Regions from separate parts of the Mus musculus genome. Here region 1 is linked to region 2. Evidence: chromatin contacts called from public Hi-C data. All regions are on one chromosome and are shown on one strand. The core of a region is the stretch at or near the end of the contact, and the rest is flanking DNA. Distances in the headings are between cores, read along the strand shown.

Region 1 (7,591 bases), core at 3,582-6,081, 230 kb before region 2:
ATAAAAACATTACACTTGCCTCTAGAGAGAGGGAGAGAGAGAGAGAGAGAGAGAGAGAGAGAGAGAGAGAGAGAGAGAGAGGAAAAGGAAAAGAAACTTGAAAAGACTCTCTTCACCAGATAGCTGAAGCACATAGGTTTACAAGTCAACACAAAGAAATGGTATATCCTTCACATGTTGCTAGCTTATTTTCCTCTCCTAGATATTTTGATTGTTTTCTTTTCCCCCACCCACCCCCCTGGGATGTTTTTAAACACCAGTACTCTATGACCTTTGAAGCAGAGCATCTTTAGAGATGTCGAGTCAAATTTAGAGGACGAGGTAAAGGAGAGAGTTCATCAAGCAGGATATTGGGATTTAGAGAAGTCATTCTACAAACTCAGATCTCCACTGCAAATAGACAGGCAGACAGACAAACAGACAACTGTCTAGAGAGTGTGAGGGAGAAGATGACACACAGATTCTGTGAAAAGGAAACAGAGCAAGAAAAAAAGGAAAAAGCATGAGCGGGGAAAATGTTGCCCGAAAAATCATGTTTCTATCTTTAGTGTCGGAGAAAACCTTGATGATGACTTAGACCTTTTTTGACACACAAATGTATGAACGTGCGCACTCATGAACACACAGCGAGAGAGGCCAAGAGGGGCATGTGATTTGTCTAAGGAAATGGATACTTGATTAAGGCCTGTCCGAATAAGGGCTGTGCATGCTAATTTGTCTGTAGAGGTTTTATGTAAATCTCAGCAAATGCTCCCAGGGAAAGGAGGCACATGGACCTCTACCTTAACAGCTTTCCATTTGCCCCTCTTCACTGACACTCACTCTTGGACCCTTTCTTCCACTCCCAAGTGTCTGTCTGATAAGTGACTATGTGGTGCAGAGTAGGCAGGGCTAGCCCACTGCAGCCAGAGGCTCACATCCAGCCTGCTGCTCCATGCTTTTGTAGTATAATTAAATGGCTTTTAAATTTTATAAGAATCAGAAAAAAATATCTTAACCATATTTCATGGTGCACAAAGTTCACATTTTTTGACATTTGTAGGCTTATATTTTTCAAAACCTACTTTATTTTTTTTTTGACTTTTTAAAATTAGGTATTTCTTCATTTACATTTCAGATGCTAACCCAAAAGTCCTCCAGACCCTCCCCCCACTCCCCTACCCACCCACTCCCACTTCTTGGCCCTGGTATTCCCCTATACTGAGTCATATAAAGTTTGCAAGACCAAGGGCCCTCTCTTTCCAATGATGGCCAACTAGGCCATCTTCTGCTACATATGCAGCTAGAGACACGAGCTCTGGGGGTACTGGTTAGTTCATATTGTTGTTCCACCCATAGGGTTGAAGACCATTTTAGCTCCTTGGGTACTTTCTCTAGCTCCTCCATTGGGGGCCCTGTGAGTTCTTGAAAGCTTTAGATTCCCGTGTAGCCTACCACCCACCAGAGGTAGTAGAAAGAAAAACTTAATGGGGCAAAGGGGGATGTGTTCTGTAGGGCGATTCCAATCTTCACTGTCAGTATCAGCAGTGGTAGCTGGATCTACTCACAAACACCGTTCACCAATCAGTAACAGCAATTCGAGCCAGAAGAAACTGCAAGGCTCTGCCAATCAGCCTGAGGCCACCGAAGCTGCAAGAAGCCACTGATTATCACAAGAAGTTCTTTGGTGCATTTCTTTCCATGAAGTCATGACAAACAATGATGAGCAAAGAAGGTAAGGCAAACCAATGCCACACAGCATTGACCACTGTCTGTTGGGTTAATCTTATTCTCTTTCCAAACATCACGTGCCCTCTCAAGCATCTGTTCCAGAAAAACACCACATGCCCTTTGTCCTGGCAGCTTCCAGACAAATATGAAGTGAAAACTTCTGGTTTCTTTCAAAAGTCAGTTATATCAAATGATGCTTTGCTGGACACACAGATGAAAGAGTGCCTGGCTAAAGCAGACACGCCAAAGAACGTTTTCTTGAAGCAGACACAGGTGAAAGGATGTTTTACTCTGGCAAACACATGAAAGGATGCATGATGTTCAACGGAATGTAAATATGTCCCCACAGACAGTTGGAGCTTGAGCATTGGTTTGCTTTGCTCTGCCTTGCTATTCTTCGCTAAGGACACACATGTATTGGTGCGCCTTACACTGTGTTGCTGAGCTCTGCCTGTGGTGATGCCTTAAACTAGCCTAAGAACTTCTCCTGAGGTTCCTATGGCTTCTTGCCACTTCTGCAGCCTTGGACCAGTTGTCGAGCCTTGTGGTTTCTTCTGGATTGGACTGATCTTGCTGGTTCATGTGTGGTATCTGTTGATAGGACTGCACTATAGTTACTGATTCACATTTGGTGTTTGCTACTGGGCTGAACTGCAGATATCCTGACAATGATGCTTGACCTCACCCCCCAAGGTCTATTTCTAAACAGATCTACTTCCCCTGTGTCCTAATGACTTTTCTTTTCAACCAGCTCTGGTGGGTGGGGGGCTGGAGGAGAGGTTGAATCCTTATTAAAGTAGGTCAAGAAAAATGTATACCTACAAAACATCCTCCCACGTGTCTGCTTCAGCACAATGTCCTCTCCTAAGACAGTCTCCGGGAAGACATCACGTGACGCGACTGAGTCTCCAAAGAAACCAGAAATTTCACTTCAGCTGTTTGTGAGCTGAGGATGAGACAAAGTTGGCAGAGTACAGGCCTTGTGTTCAGTCCCTAGCATCACATAAGACTAAAGATGGCACATTCCTGTAATCCTAGTCCTCAGGAGGTAGAGGCAGGAGGATCAGGAGTTCAAAGTCACTCTCAACACATAGCAAGTTGTTGAGGCCAGCCTGTGATATATGAGTCTCTCTCAAAAGGAATGCATTCCCTTTTGCCCTCAGCATACACACACACACACACACACACACACACACACAGAGAGAGAGAGAGAGAGAGAGAGAGAGAGAGAGAGAGAGCACTTAGGCGCTTACATTTTCACCTCCATACAAACTAGCTCTTGAACAAATTAACATTCCAACCTGATTCCTACATTTCTATTGGTACAAATGTGCTATGTTTTGCTAACAAAGGGTCCCTCATTCTGGTTCTCACCCTTTGACACTTCAGGCTTGCTTTCTTCTTGCTCTAGCAAACCCCAAGTGAATGTTCAGCACCCTGCTGATAGGAACTGTCACCACTTCCCCTTGAAGACAGAACACTAACAGCAGTCTGGCTTGACTCACTTTTTTGCTTCTTATTCACGTAAATAAAGTGTCCATCATGGTGCTTCACACGTAAGAAGCACAAGTAGGGGCTAGGGAGAGGACTCGGCATAAAGTGCTTGCTGCACAAGTATGAAAGCCAGACCTCAGATCCCCAGAAGCCAGGAAAGTACCAGGTAGATAGAGTATAGTGGCACACATGTAATTCCAGGGCTTGAAAGGATGCGATGGGGAATCCCTAGAACATGCAAAGCTAGCTAGATTGTCATTGTGGTGAGCTCTGGGTTCAAATGAGATACCCTGTCTCAGTGAATAAGGTTCTGGGCCATCAAGAACAACTTGATGTCAATTTTGGGCCTCCACTCATATACAAATACACATGCATGCACAACCACACACGTGCACTCAGACTCATGCAAACATGCATATACACATGTACACACACCATACTCACATACAAGTGCCAAAAATGGACCAACGAATAGTAGTTCTAGTCATAAGACCTCCCCCAAGAAACAGACAAAACATATTATATGCATAGCAAATTGTATTTCAGACACATATTTTTAAAAATATAGAAATAGTTTGTTATATTTATTTGTATATACACACATCCATACTTTGCGTGCATACACGTGCATATGCTAGAGTGCACACATGTTATAGAATTTAATTCTCACCTTTTTTGTTTGTTTGTTTGTTTTGTTTTGTTTTTCGAAACAGGGTTTCTCTGTGTAGCCCTGGCTGTCCTGGAACTCACTCTGTGGATCAAGCCTCGAACTCAGAAATTCACCTGCCTCTGCCTCCCAAGTGCTGGAATTAAAGGCGTGTGCCACCATGCCCGACTTAATTCTCACCTTCTATCATGTGGGTCCTGAGGATCAAATTCAGCTCATCAGGCTTGGTGACTGGTGTCTTTACCACTGAGCTGTCTTGCTGGTCCTGGTGTAGTCGTTGAACATATATTGGTTCAAAGGGAAATTCTCTCTATAAAATCCATACTGTAAGACATCTTCCGAGGGCTCACAAGTTTGAATCACCTTGATTACCAGGTGGTGGTAATATTTAGGGAGGCTGTGGAATGTTTAGAAGGTAGAACCTATCTGGGGGAAGTGAGTCCCTGGAGATTTGGGGGACAGGCCCACTTCCTACTTTCTTAACCACTCAGATGTGGCAAACCTCTATAGCCAAGCCTCACACTATTCTTTGTAGGATATCTGCTTTCCACAACAAGAAAAGTAACTAATGTAGTTGGGTCCTTTGTAGAGCAGGCTTCTCGAGCATTCTCTCACCGCAGATGGCATTGCCAAAGCAAAGACTGCTCACACCCGCACCCCCACCCCTACCCCCAGCCATACTGCACAGAACAGCTTCTGCCTCCCAGAGTCAAAGGCTCCCTGAGCATCCACCGTGTCCCTCCACTGCCTGAGTTGCCCGTTCACCATTCACCCTTGGGGCTGCCAGGGAGTCTCTCCCTTGGCTCTGTCCACACGATCCCATGTGGGGTGTCTCCCACATGAATTGGACCTTTGTTCCATCCAACCTGTGTTGAAATTTACGAGCCTGAGACAAAGGCGCTCACTGTACCCTCGTCTTGGCTGTGCCCAGGATACTAATTACCCAACAACAGCAGTTCATTGCTCTGGGAGCACACGTGGGAGAAAGTTACCAGCTCTGATTAAGGAGCCCCATGGGAGGACGCTGACAATGATCTTCATTCTCTCTCTGAAGTTGCTCTGGGGCTGGGAGTGCAGCTCTGGGGTTGACAGTTCTCACTTTGCATGCGCAAGTGTCCTGGGCCTCTCTTCTGTCCCTATCATCAGGGGTCGCTCTGCCTTGGTGTTGCAGGACACTAAGAGAGTTGCCAGATGGGCACGGTGCCAGATCAGGCTTTGCATGTACTGGGTTCATACTGTGCAAAATTGCCTTTTGTATCTGAGTCCTCTTTCTGAGCCAGCTGTACAAGGTGAGTGGACCATTTCCACTAACACAAGCATCTCCGTGCAACCAAAAGCCCAGAAGTCCAAACTCAGGCGAAGAGGGAGCTGGATTACAACCCAGATAGATCAAGGGCAAAAGCCACAGCCCTGCTTTCAGAATAAACTAGAAAAAGCAAGGCTTTTCCCCAGATCACTGTGCTCGGGTGAGCCCTAGAGTGTTTCAAGAACTCAATTCACGTGTCAGACAGGTGGCCAGCACACGTCTAGCATTCATGTCTCTGAATTCAGAACCTAGAACCATCTAGAACTCACTCATCATTGCCTGGACTTTCCAGGGACATTTCTTCACTGACCATTGACCAGTCTGTAGTGAACAAAAGGATACAATGAATTCTGAGGCACCCCTGAGACCTTGAACTCTGCAAGCCAAATGTAACGGAGTGGATGGTAGCACCTCTGTGAGCAGACACATCACTCTACTTCCACTGCAAAGGAAGGCCTTATCCATTCATTTCAACTGGAGTCTTCCATTCGATCATGGGTATGGAAGGGAAATGTTCGTCTTTCCCCATCCAATCAAATAACCCCAGGGAGATATGAACTTATTCCCACTGCAGTGTGCTGCTAAGTTATGAAGTCTTCCCTGGTGGAAGACTAGTGACTCATGTACCTACCTGGAAGTTCACCAGTGGCCCCACAGTGTGGAGGTGGGGTTTGACATAACAGGCCAGGTATGCTGAAATCTATCTAAGAGATTTGGCGCTGGAAGGAAACACTGGCAACACAGACTAAAACTGCAATAAAATAAACACTGCCTAGCCCTCTTCCCTGGCCTGCAGGAAATCGGGTTGCTCTTGATGAAAGTGGGGCAGACAGCCAAGTCGATCCTAGCACCCTGTGTAATGCCTCTCTGTATGTTTTCGTGCAGCTTTGCCCTGACCACAACACAAGGTTTGCTACCGGCAGACAATCCTTTTCTGTAAGTGACAGGGGACAGGGAGGTAGGCAAGGTGCCCGTGAGTGGAAGTAACCAAGATTCGAGGCCGTAGCAAAGAATTAAACCCCTCAGAGTCATGTGGGAGGCACGGAGGTCAAACTTTACTAAGTTTCCAGAGAATAAAGTAGAGGTTAATGTAATCCTAAACAGACTCTTCCCCCCTTCACTTTTATTCCAATGATGGCCAAATGGGGCTTGGGAAATGACTCTGTTTGCCTTGCAAGCACAGGAACCTGACTTCAACTCTCAGAAACCAGAAAAAGCCAGAAAGAGGTACCCAAGCATGCTGACCCAGCCCTGGGGAGGTGAAGGCTGGCAGAGCTCACCCACCTCTCTTCAGAGGAGATGCAACCCCGACTATTCCCACATGCCATTGTTGGGATGGGACATTAGAACACTATAGACGCCCCTTGTTCTCCCCCATGTGTTCTCTCCTTTAAGCTTCATGGTAAGAAGTCTCTGGTTATCCTGATCAAAAGCATCTGTGCCTACACTCCAATGATCACCCACGACACAGAAAAAGAAACCAAGGAGTAGTGGAAGTTAGACGGCATGCTGCCACCACACAGCTGGTCAACAGTAGAGCGAGGATTTGAGCCCAGGTCATCTGAAGCTCATAAGCACACTAGCTGCTATTTGTTTAAGTGTTGTTCTGGCTCTGAAGAGCCTGCAATGCCCTTGAGTATCTATACTGATATAATAGATACTAAATAGTGGACATCTTAAGCAAACAAGGCTTCTCGGTGGATTTGCCAGAGATCTTCAGGGCAGCACTGCCCAGAGGTAACTGGAGGTCATCTATGGACCTTATCCAGCTATGAATATGGTGTCATCTCTATTCTCTTTACACCAAGCATCTGAACAAGGTACACCCAACACACGAGTGTGGAGAACCAATCACAGCTACAGAGGAGATTATGTTTTGAAGTCTGTGGTCATTAGTATTAATTATTCCTGGACAAGCTCTAGAATCTCTAGGAGAAATGCCCCCAGGGCATGCCTATGGGCAGTTATCTTGATTAAGTTAACTGAGGCAGGAAGGCCAGCCCGCTGTGGGTGGCACTATTCCCTAGGCTGGGAACTCAGACTACATGAAAAGAAGAAAATGAGTCGATCACAGTCATTTATCATTCACTGTTTCTTGGCTGTGGATGTCACATGACCCCAGCATTCTGCAAAGTATAAGTCATCTCTTTGATGGACTGTAAACTGGAACAATAAGCTAAAATAAAACCTTCCTTCCTGAAGTTGCCTTTGTCACCATAATAAGAAAAGAAAAGAAAAGAAAAGAAAAGAAAAGAAAAGAAAAGAAAGGGAAAGAAGAGAAGAGAAAAGAAAAGAAAAGTCAAAATCCCAGTATGGGTTGGCAATCTTTACCTTGGAAGTCATATTTGATTCCATTCAAAGCATTGCCCATTGGTTCATGTGTTGCTAGGAGAATGGCGGGGCCTCTGACCATC
Region 2 (7,581 bases), core at 1,338-3,837:
AAGCATGGCTCAGAGCAGCGGCTGGGCATGTGAGCTTGGGCAGCAGGCTGACTTGGCATCGGAGCTGGGCTCTGCCTGTTGCTAGCTGTGTGGTCTCCCTTGGATTTTTTTTTTCTTGAGCCTTAGATTCCTGATCTGTAAAATGGAATTACACGTAGCCACCTCCCAGGGTCCTGTGGAAATCTAATGAGCTAATTCCTGGCACAGATGCCCAACATCAACAAGAGAACCCACCGAAAGAGGTCCCGGTGGCAGTGGTACCCAGGAACTTAGTCATTGATGAATCCATTTGTCTCGGGACAAATCCTGTATTCTTGCTGGGGAGATAAACCAATAGTTGATACTTACATAATCTAACGACCCACATGGCAGCAGACTCCAGGAAGAGAAGCAGGTACATTCTGAGTGGCCGCCTAAGGAAGGAAGAAAAGGGATGCTCCTCTTTGGAGGGGTAAAAGGCATGTGTGACTAACTCACCACACGAGTTTCTGGAGCAAGGCATGTCAGAAGGTGGAGAAAGCATTCTACAAAGAGCAGAGTATGCGGGGGTGTGTGTGTGTGTGTGTGTGACGACCTGGAGCAGCCCAGCCCAGAGCTCATAAGACCTTGATCCCTCTCGCTGCCATAGACCTGAGAACCCTGAGCAGTGGCTGAAGAAGGTAGGGAAGCATATAGCTGCTCTCAGTCCCCTCTCATTCCTCCTTCAGGAACAGGATGGCTCCAATCCTCTGGACTCTGGTGGCAAAAAAAAAAAAAAAAAAAAAAAAAAAAAAAAAAAAGAGAGAGATCTAAACATTGGAAGAACCGGGCAGCATGTGGGTTATCTGCGGTTAGGCTGGAGTCTGTGTGCGCCTGCTGCCCTCTGCAGGACAGTTCTAGAATTACACTTACTCTGGGATGCTATGTCAGATACAGAGATGGTCCCACCTAGGGAGGCATGCTAGTGAGTTTTCTGTCAGCCTGAGTCACCTGGGAAGAGGAAACCTTAATTAAGAAAACGCCTCCATCAGATTAGCTTATAGGCAAGTCTGTAGGGGCATTTTCTTGATTAATGATGATGTAGGAGGGCCAAGGCAACGGTGGGTGGAAGGGACCACCAGGGCTGAGTGTGCCACGGAGGGCAAGCCAGTAGGCACCATTCCTGTGGCTTCTGCTTCAGTTCCTGCCTCAAATTCCCGCCCTGACTTCTCTGCATGTTTGGAAGGGCTAAAATGAAACAAACCCTTTTATTCCCCAAGTTGCTTTTGGTCAATGAAGTGAAACATGAAGACTCTTTGGAAAGACAGTTGGAGGGTGTTTTGTTAGGACAAACACGTGAAGGAATGTTTCATTAAAGTGGACACAGGTGTAAAAAGCTAAGGCGGATTCGTGAAGGAATGCTTAGCTGAAGCAGACACAGGAGAAATGATGTTCTACTAAAGCAAGCACGTGAAAGGACGTGTGATGAAGGATTCTTGGCTAATGACAGGCATCGTCCACCTCACATTGCATTTGTCGGGAAACCATGGAGAGAAATGCACCAAAAACTTGTGGCGGTGTGCTGTAGTTTGTTGCCACTTTCAAGGACTCGGGCTGACTGGATGCATGTGCTGAGGCAGGACACGTGGAGGACACGTGATGCTTGGAGGGTAGAAATAGGACTCCACAGAATGACGAAGAGAGCTTGGCTTGCTGGTACAGCTGGCTGTGTAACGCTTGTGGGTCTCTCGTCTTCACTGATCTTCGCTTCCCTGAGAGATGCACAGCTGAGAACTTCTCCCGGGGCCCCTTCTGCTGTCTGGAGCTGAGGCTGAGGCCCGGCTGTCTCTGCTAGGTAGTGTCACTGCTGTTGCTAACCTGATTCTTCTGAACTGGGCTCCTGGTGCATCTGTGAGGTAGTTTATCTGTGAGGTGTTTGCGAGTGGATGGAGCTGCCACTGCCTGCTAACCTGTGAACTGAACTGCAGATTTCCAGACAACAGACAGGAGTTGCTCCAAATAACCTTTCTAAACAAGTCCACTTCCCTCTACCCCCACCCCCATATCCTTTTTACTAACTCTGAAGGGGGGGGGGGCTACAAGAAAGGTTAAAGCGTTTAAGAACCATCATTAAAAACAGGATTTGAAAAAATTAAAGTTACAAGTCATTGTGTTTATCTCTGAAATAGAAAGCAAACATGGACAGGTTGCAGGAGTGGTCTCCATCTTCAGTGCGTCTAGTGGCCCGACCATCCTCTCTAACAATGTGACCAGCCAAGCACATATTATGTATCCTGCAGGGCCTCCATCACGGCTACCTCTGTTGGCCCTTGGTGGGGCTAACAGAACACACATCTTGTAATCTTGCTTCTTTTCTCCCTTAGGTGGCATTTTGTCTGCTTGCAGTTTGCTTGTCTAGAGTACCCACCCCACTTAAAATAAATTCCAAGAAGGCAGGCCCCATGCTTCTGTTGAGAACTCCCTCCAATGAGCAGCCTGTCCCCAGGATCTAGTTGTAATTGTGTCCTTCTGACACTGAAGCTCTTCGATGGCTCTGTCCCTGCTGGGCTCCAGAGCAAGCGGTGGCTTTACAGAAGCCTCTTGCTCAAGCCACTGGAGCTTGGTGCTGGGAAAGGCCTGACCTCTGAGAAGGACAAGCTTTGTCCTGGTCACCCCGACCTCCCCAGCTGTCCTCTGGTTCCATCCCCAACTAAGAATGGGACATTGTCTCCTGCCTGGTGGCCTTCTCTCTGCCCTGTATGCACTCATACAACACACCAATTTGCAACTGAAGCTGCTTCACAGCAGAGATAAAATGGGGTGGGGGTGGGGAGGACACACTCTGACTCCCATGAATTCCTTTATGCCACCCAAACACCACAATAGTGCCTGTAGTTAGCAGGAGTTCCAGGAAAGGCAGAGAGCTCATGTGAACTCCCCATGCTTGCTTGCTCTGAGGTATGGCAATTTACTCTGCACACACTGCAGGTGAAGACCATTGTTTTTGTTCCCAAATAAAGCCAGAAGTGTGGCCAGGGACAAGCCACTTGGACACATTAACAGTCCAGGACATGCCCGGGACCTGTCACCTGAGGGAAAGTCTCACCAGCAGGGTCTGGGCAGGGTGCCACTATGATCAGGGGCATACAGAAAGGTTTTAGCTGGTCCAGCCACATCCACAGCCTACTCCACAAAACCATGCAAGCCAACAGGCAGCATGGGCCAAAGAAGGTTCTGACCTGAAGTATGACAGACGGGGCTTTTAGTTAAAGCCTTGATGGAATTGCCAGGACGGCTCCTTTAAAAGCCACAGACTCTGTTCTGACACACAGCTGATCCTTAGTTTTTGTACATGACCTTTCTGTTGGCACTAATTGAGCAGGGTTTGTGGTGATCACCAAACATTGAGTCCCTGCTAGGGAGGGCTGGGAGGCAAGGGCCTGCAGCTTCCAGAAGGTGGGCATCTTGGCAGCAGTGGGCTTCGAAGCCAGCTAACTAGCACTTAGATTGTCACAGCACTTGTTCCTAAAAGGTTCCCAGAGCTGTTCTAGCTGCGTCCTGAAGCAGGGGGATCACCAGGTTTCTTCACAGGACCTGTCCTCCACACTTCTCCACTCAGGCGCAAGCGTTATAGACCCAGCAGCCTCCTGCCAGGCCAGGCCTTGCACCTAAGGGTCCTGGACAACTAGCAAGGTGGAGTCCCAGCGGCCGCCCTCTCCCTGCTGAGTGGACACATGGGTGTGTTTGGCACTAAGAATTGAGAGAACCATAAAGGTTTGAGTTTTGTTTCAAAGACACTTATGTGCAAGTTTTAAAAACCCTGGGCTTGGGCAAGATTCTCCTAAACTCCATCCTAGGACAATTTCGACACATAGGCCAGGTCACCTTTCCTCTATCTGGGCCATGTTGGAGCTAAGCCTGCCGCTGTGCCAAACTGCAAGTGAACATTTGTGTCACTGTTTCCATAAGAAAAGCGTTTTTCGGGGCTGGTGAGATGGCTCAGTGGGTAAGAGCACCCAACTGCTCTTCCAAAAGTCCCGAGTTCAAATCCCAGCAATCACATGGTGGCTCACAACCATCCATAATGAGATCTGACTCCCTCTTCTGGAGTGTTTGAAGACAGCTACAGTGTACAGTGTACTTACATATAATAAATAAATAAATCTTTTTTTAAAAAATAGAAGAAAATTTTTAAAAAAAGAAAAGTGTTTTTCCGCATTCAAGAATATATAACCCAGGGCTGGAGAGATGGCTCAGTGGTTGAGAGTAGTGACTTCTCTTCCAGAGGAACCAGTTTCAATTCTCAACACCCATACAGCAGCTCACAACTGTTTGTAATTCCAAGATCTGACACCCTCACACAAACATACATGCAGGCAAAACACCAGTGCCCATAAAAGGAGAATAAATCATGAAGGAAGTTAGGAAGTTAGGAAGTTGGGGAGGGGAGGGGAGGGGAGGGGAGGGGAGGGGAGGGGAGGGGAGGGGAGGGGAGGGGAGGGGAGGGGAGAGAAAAGAAGAGAAGAGTATATAACCCAACTGATTAACTGCACTAAAGCTGTAGGCTGTAGGCCTGATGTCTTACTTCTCTCTGGACAGAGGTGGATGTTTGAAGCAGGCTCCCCATGACCACTGTGAAAGATGAGGGCAACCTCTCATGACTCAGTTTTAATGGCTCCATGCCATTCCCTGAAGTACGCAGCTGTGGTTTGTGGCTGTTCAGGGACAGAAAACTATTTAGAACCAATAACAAAAATGCAACTTAAAAAGCTTCCATTGTCGAAGATGTAAACAAGCATGGACACACAGCTTGCAGCCAGCCAGGGAGGGAGACTGTGGCGTGTGCCTCACACCAGAATGTAATGTAACTGGTTAGCCCAATTCTAAAAATCCTTAGTAACACTTTTTAATATACAAGAATCAAAAAAGTACAGCAGTTTTACAATGTAGGAAAATTTAATACATACTATATAAACAACATTATTTACATCAGAAATCACCAGGACAGTGGCATTTTTCACAAATATAAATTAATTACTGTTTAGTCAACAGGTTTCAAAAGTCCACAAGTTTACAAGAAAAACCACCTGTCCCCAAATGAGTAGGGCACAGGTGGACTACAGCAGCCTGGACCCTTGGCATGGCTCTCTTCCCAACACGGCTGGCCTCGGCTACGAGAGCACAGGTGCTGGGCTGGACCACGGCTCCTGCTGACAAGTGGGTTTGTTTGGTCTGTAGGATTTCAGTGTTGCTGTGTGTGAACGTTTAAGTGAATCACATTTGTTCTGCAAAGCCTGATGCAATGTCAGACACACCAGGTCAGAACCTCAGCAGCACAGTGAGAAATGTTGGCGCTCCCTCTGTGGGGCTTAGGAATGACTACACAGAGTAGAAGGAAGGACCATCAGGCTGGCCAAGTCAGAGAGGACACAGTGGTCAGTGGAGGCTTCATCTTCGTTTTCTAGGGCCACAGTGCATCATAGGACTTCAGGACTTGACAACATTCACACATAACTTCCTCCAAGTCCTGCCACTTCCTCAATGATGAGCAGCTGCCCAAAGCCAGGCCCCACAGAACGTCACTGGCAGCTTCTCTTACCTGTGCAAACTTCTGCTGTAAGCATCTGATGCACATACTAGTTTAAAGCAAGAGGAATGCTTCCTTTCTTTCAACCCCTCTTCAAATCCACTCCCTCACCTACAGCAGATGTTTGATGGGACATACTGTAATCTTAGAATCAATGTAACACTGATCTGGCCGATAGGGTTTTTGCTACATTTTATGGCACTATACCTCAAGTCCTGAATAGGAACAAAAGAAAGTTCCTTTTTCCTCATGATGAGACAGACAGTTTTGAGAATAATTTGTAACTTCTACCAACAAGTTGAAAGACAAGACCTAGGTGAATATGGAAAGGCAAGGCCTCCACCCTCCGCCTTCCTTCTGCAGAGGTACCTCCTGTGCCTGCTACACTCCCAACATCCAAGAGCTCAGCAAATCAAACACAGACAGTGTCAATGTGATCAGCAAGAAGCTCCATCTATGGCTCACTTTTCACTGTGTGCCCAAAATATACCTTTCAGAATTGACTGAGAAGTCCGGTAAGCCACCAGGCATCAGACTCTAGCCAGGGGACTTCTATGTGGTTGGTGGGCTCTATTGCAGGTCATGCATGCACACAGTCAAGGTGAAGGGCCTAGTGCCACGAGGAGCCCAGAAGGTCTTCGAGCATTAGCTGCAGGGACCGACTCGGCAGCAGTCAGGTCTGTGGTGCTCTAAAGCAGCGAAAGCAATGGCCCATCACAACCATGCATGGCCAGATGTTCCACTCAGGACACAACTCATGCCTGCCCTGGGGAGGTCATTAATAGTACTGCCTGGATGACCACCCCACTCAGAGTGTCCAGGGAGTCAAACCCTGCAGAAGTCCAAACAAGACTTTTCATCAACTCAGAATGAGCCTGGACTCTTACATACATATGTTCAAGTCAATGTTCCTGTCTCTATCTAGAAAGGCTTTGGATACCTTAACAATACTGGCAAGCTATACTGAAAGTGAGTAAAACCCAAGGCCCAACCCAGTATCCATACACTGAGAAGAGCCATTCAATGATAAAATCCATCTGTCCCACAACCCAACCCAACCCAACCCAACCCGACGCTGACCAGCCTCCTGCCACCTTAACAGCTTGGCTACCCCATCACGGATGCTCGTGATTTGGGGGAAAATTAACTTAGGTTTATTTCTACAGATCTTAAAGTAACAAGGTTTGATTCTACTGAGTTCCAACTTGTAATGGAGATGTAGCTTTTCACCTGACCACATCTCAACTGTCAAGATATTTCAGTCTGTGCAGGCTGCCCCTTCAAGCTGTGTAAAGGAACCAAGATGCAGCTACAATTCGACAACTCACTCCAATACTGACAACTCCATGCTTGCTGGCACTGTAAACGAACCCTGCCCCCTATCTGCACGTATGTCCCACATCAGGGCTCACCAGCAGGTATCTTATCAGCAGGCCACCTCCATTTCTATCTCCAGGACCTGTGACTCTCCTTCTCAGCACAGGAATCAGAAACCCACCAGGGATTCCTATTTTCCTGGCTATAATAACCCCACCCCCATCTCCACCCCTACACCCACTTAGCCCACTCCCCAAACAAGCAAGCCCCACGCTGGCATTAGCAATGCCCAAGTCACAGTACTCTAAGTCAGCCAGAGGGATCCAGCTTTCCCTGACAGTGAGGGGAAACGGACACCACCCAGAAGACCAAACCTCTGAAATGTACAAAGATAGTGTGGGGAACATTAGTGTTGGCAGGGAGCAGGCCACCATGGCGGCCATTTCCCTGTCTCGTTATCCCCACCCCGCTTCACATAATGAGACCAAGTGTATCATTTCTCCCAATAACACAGCTAAGGGCTAAGGGGTATACCTGTCCCCCTTTCAAGTCTTGCAGTGTGAAACCCACCCTGTGCCCCCACTTCCCATGAGCATCGTCCCTCGTGTCATGGTGAACCAATCACACACTGTCCAGCAGGTCCTTGCCCTGGTCACTCATGCTGATAGAACATTCACTGACTCTCAAGGATTCCTTCAGAGGAAGCAGCCCAATGAAGC

The links. A called contact is a pair of places that touch in the nucleus more often than the background predicts.
Region 1: a contact with region 2 is called in a Hi-C map of cortical glia, with 3 times the contacts expected there. The contact joins two enhancer-like sites. A contact is called at or near these places in 3 of 484 Hi-C or Micro-C datasets (cerebral cortex, cortical glia and nephron progenitors), 3 of 115 datasets of contacts at active chromatin or transcription factors (the SCID.adh cell line, fibro-adipogenic progenitors and stem cell-derived neural progenitor cells) and 1 of 9 other capture datasets (embryonic stem cells).

What each region holds. Positions count from the first base shown.
Region 1 is chr7:73,192,355-73,199,945 of GRCm38.p6, forward strand. It overlaps Gm20083 (a long non-coding RNA gene), which reads left to right. Exons shown (of 3, transcript XR_882223.2): 3 at 1-78. Among named protein-coding and RNA genes, the nearest start is that of Gm20083, 12 kb to the left of the region's middle. Within about 2 kb of position 4,832, at least 88 of the 459 cell types and tissues checked have an H3K27ac peak or open chromatin away from gene starts, as enhancers often do. A contact at or near this core is called in the SCID.adh cell line, cerebral cortex, cortical glia and 1 more, where this site is marked.
Region 2 is chr7:73,421,799-73,429,379 of GRCm38.p6, forward strand. It overlaps Chd2 (chromodomain helicase DNA binding protein 2), which reads right to left. Exons shown (of 39, transcript NM_001081345.2): 39 at 4,854-7,581. Among named protein-coding and RNA genes, the nearest start is that of A730056A06Rik, 50 kb to the left of the region's middle. Within about 2 kb of position 2,588, at least 49 of the 459 cell types and tissues checked have an H3K27ac peak or open chromatin away from gene starts, as enhancers often do. A contact at or near this core is called in the SCID.adh cell line, cerebral cortex, cortical glia and 1 more, where this site is marked.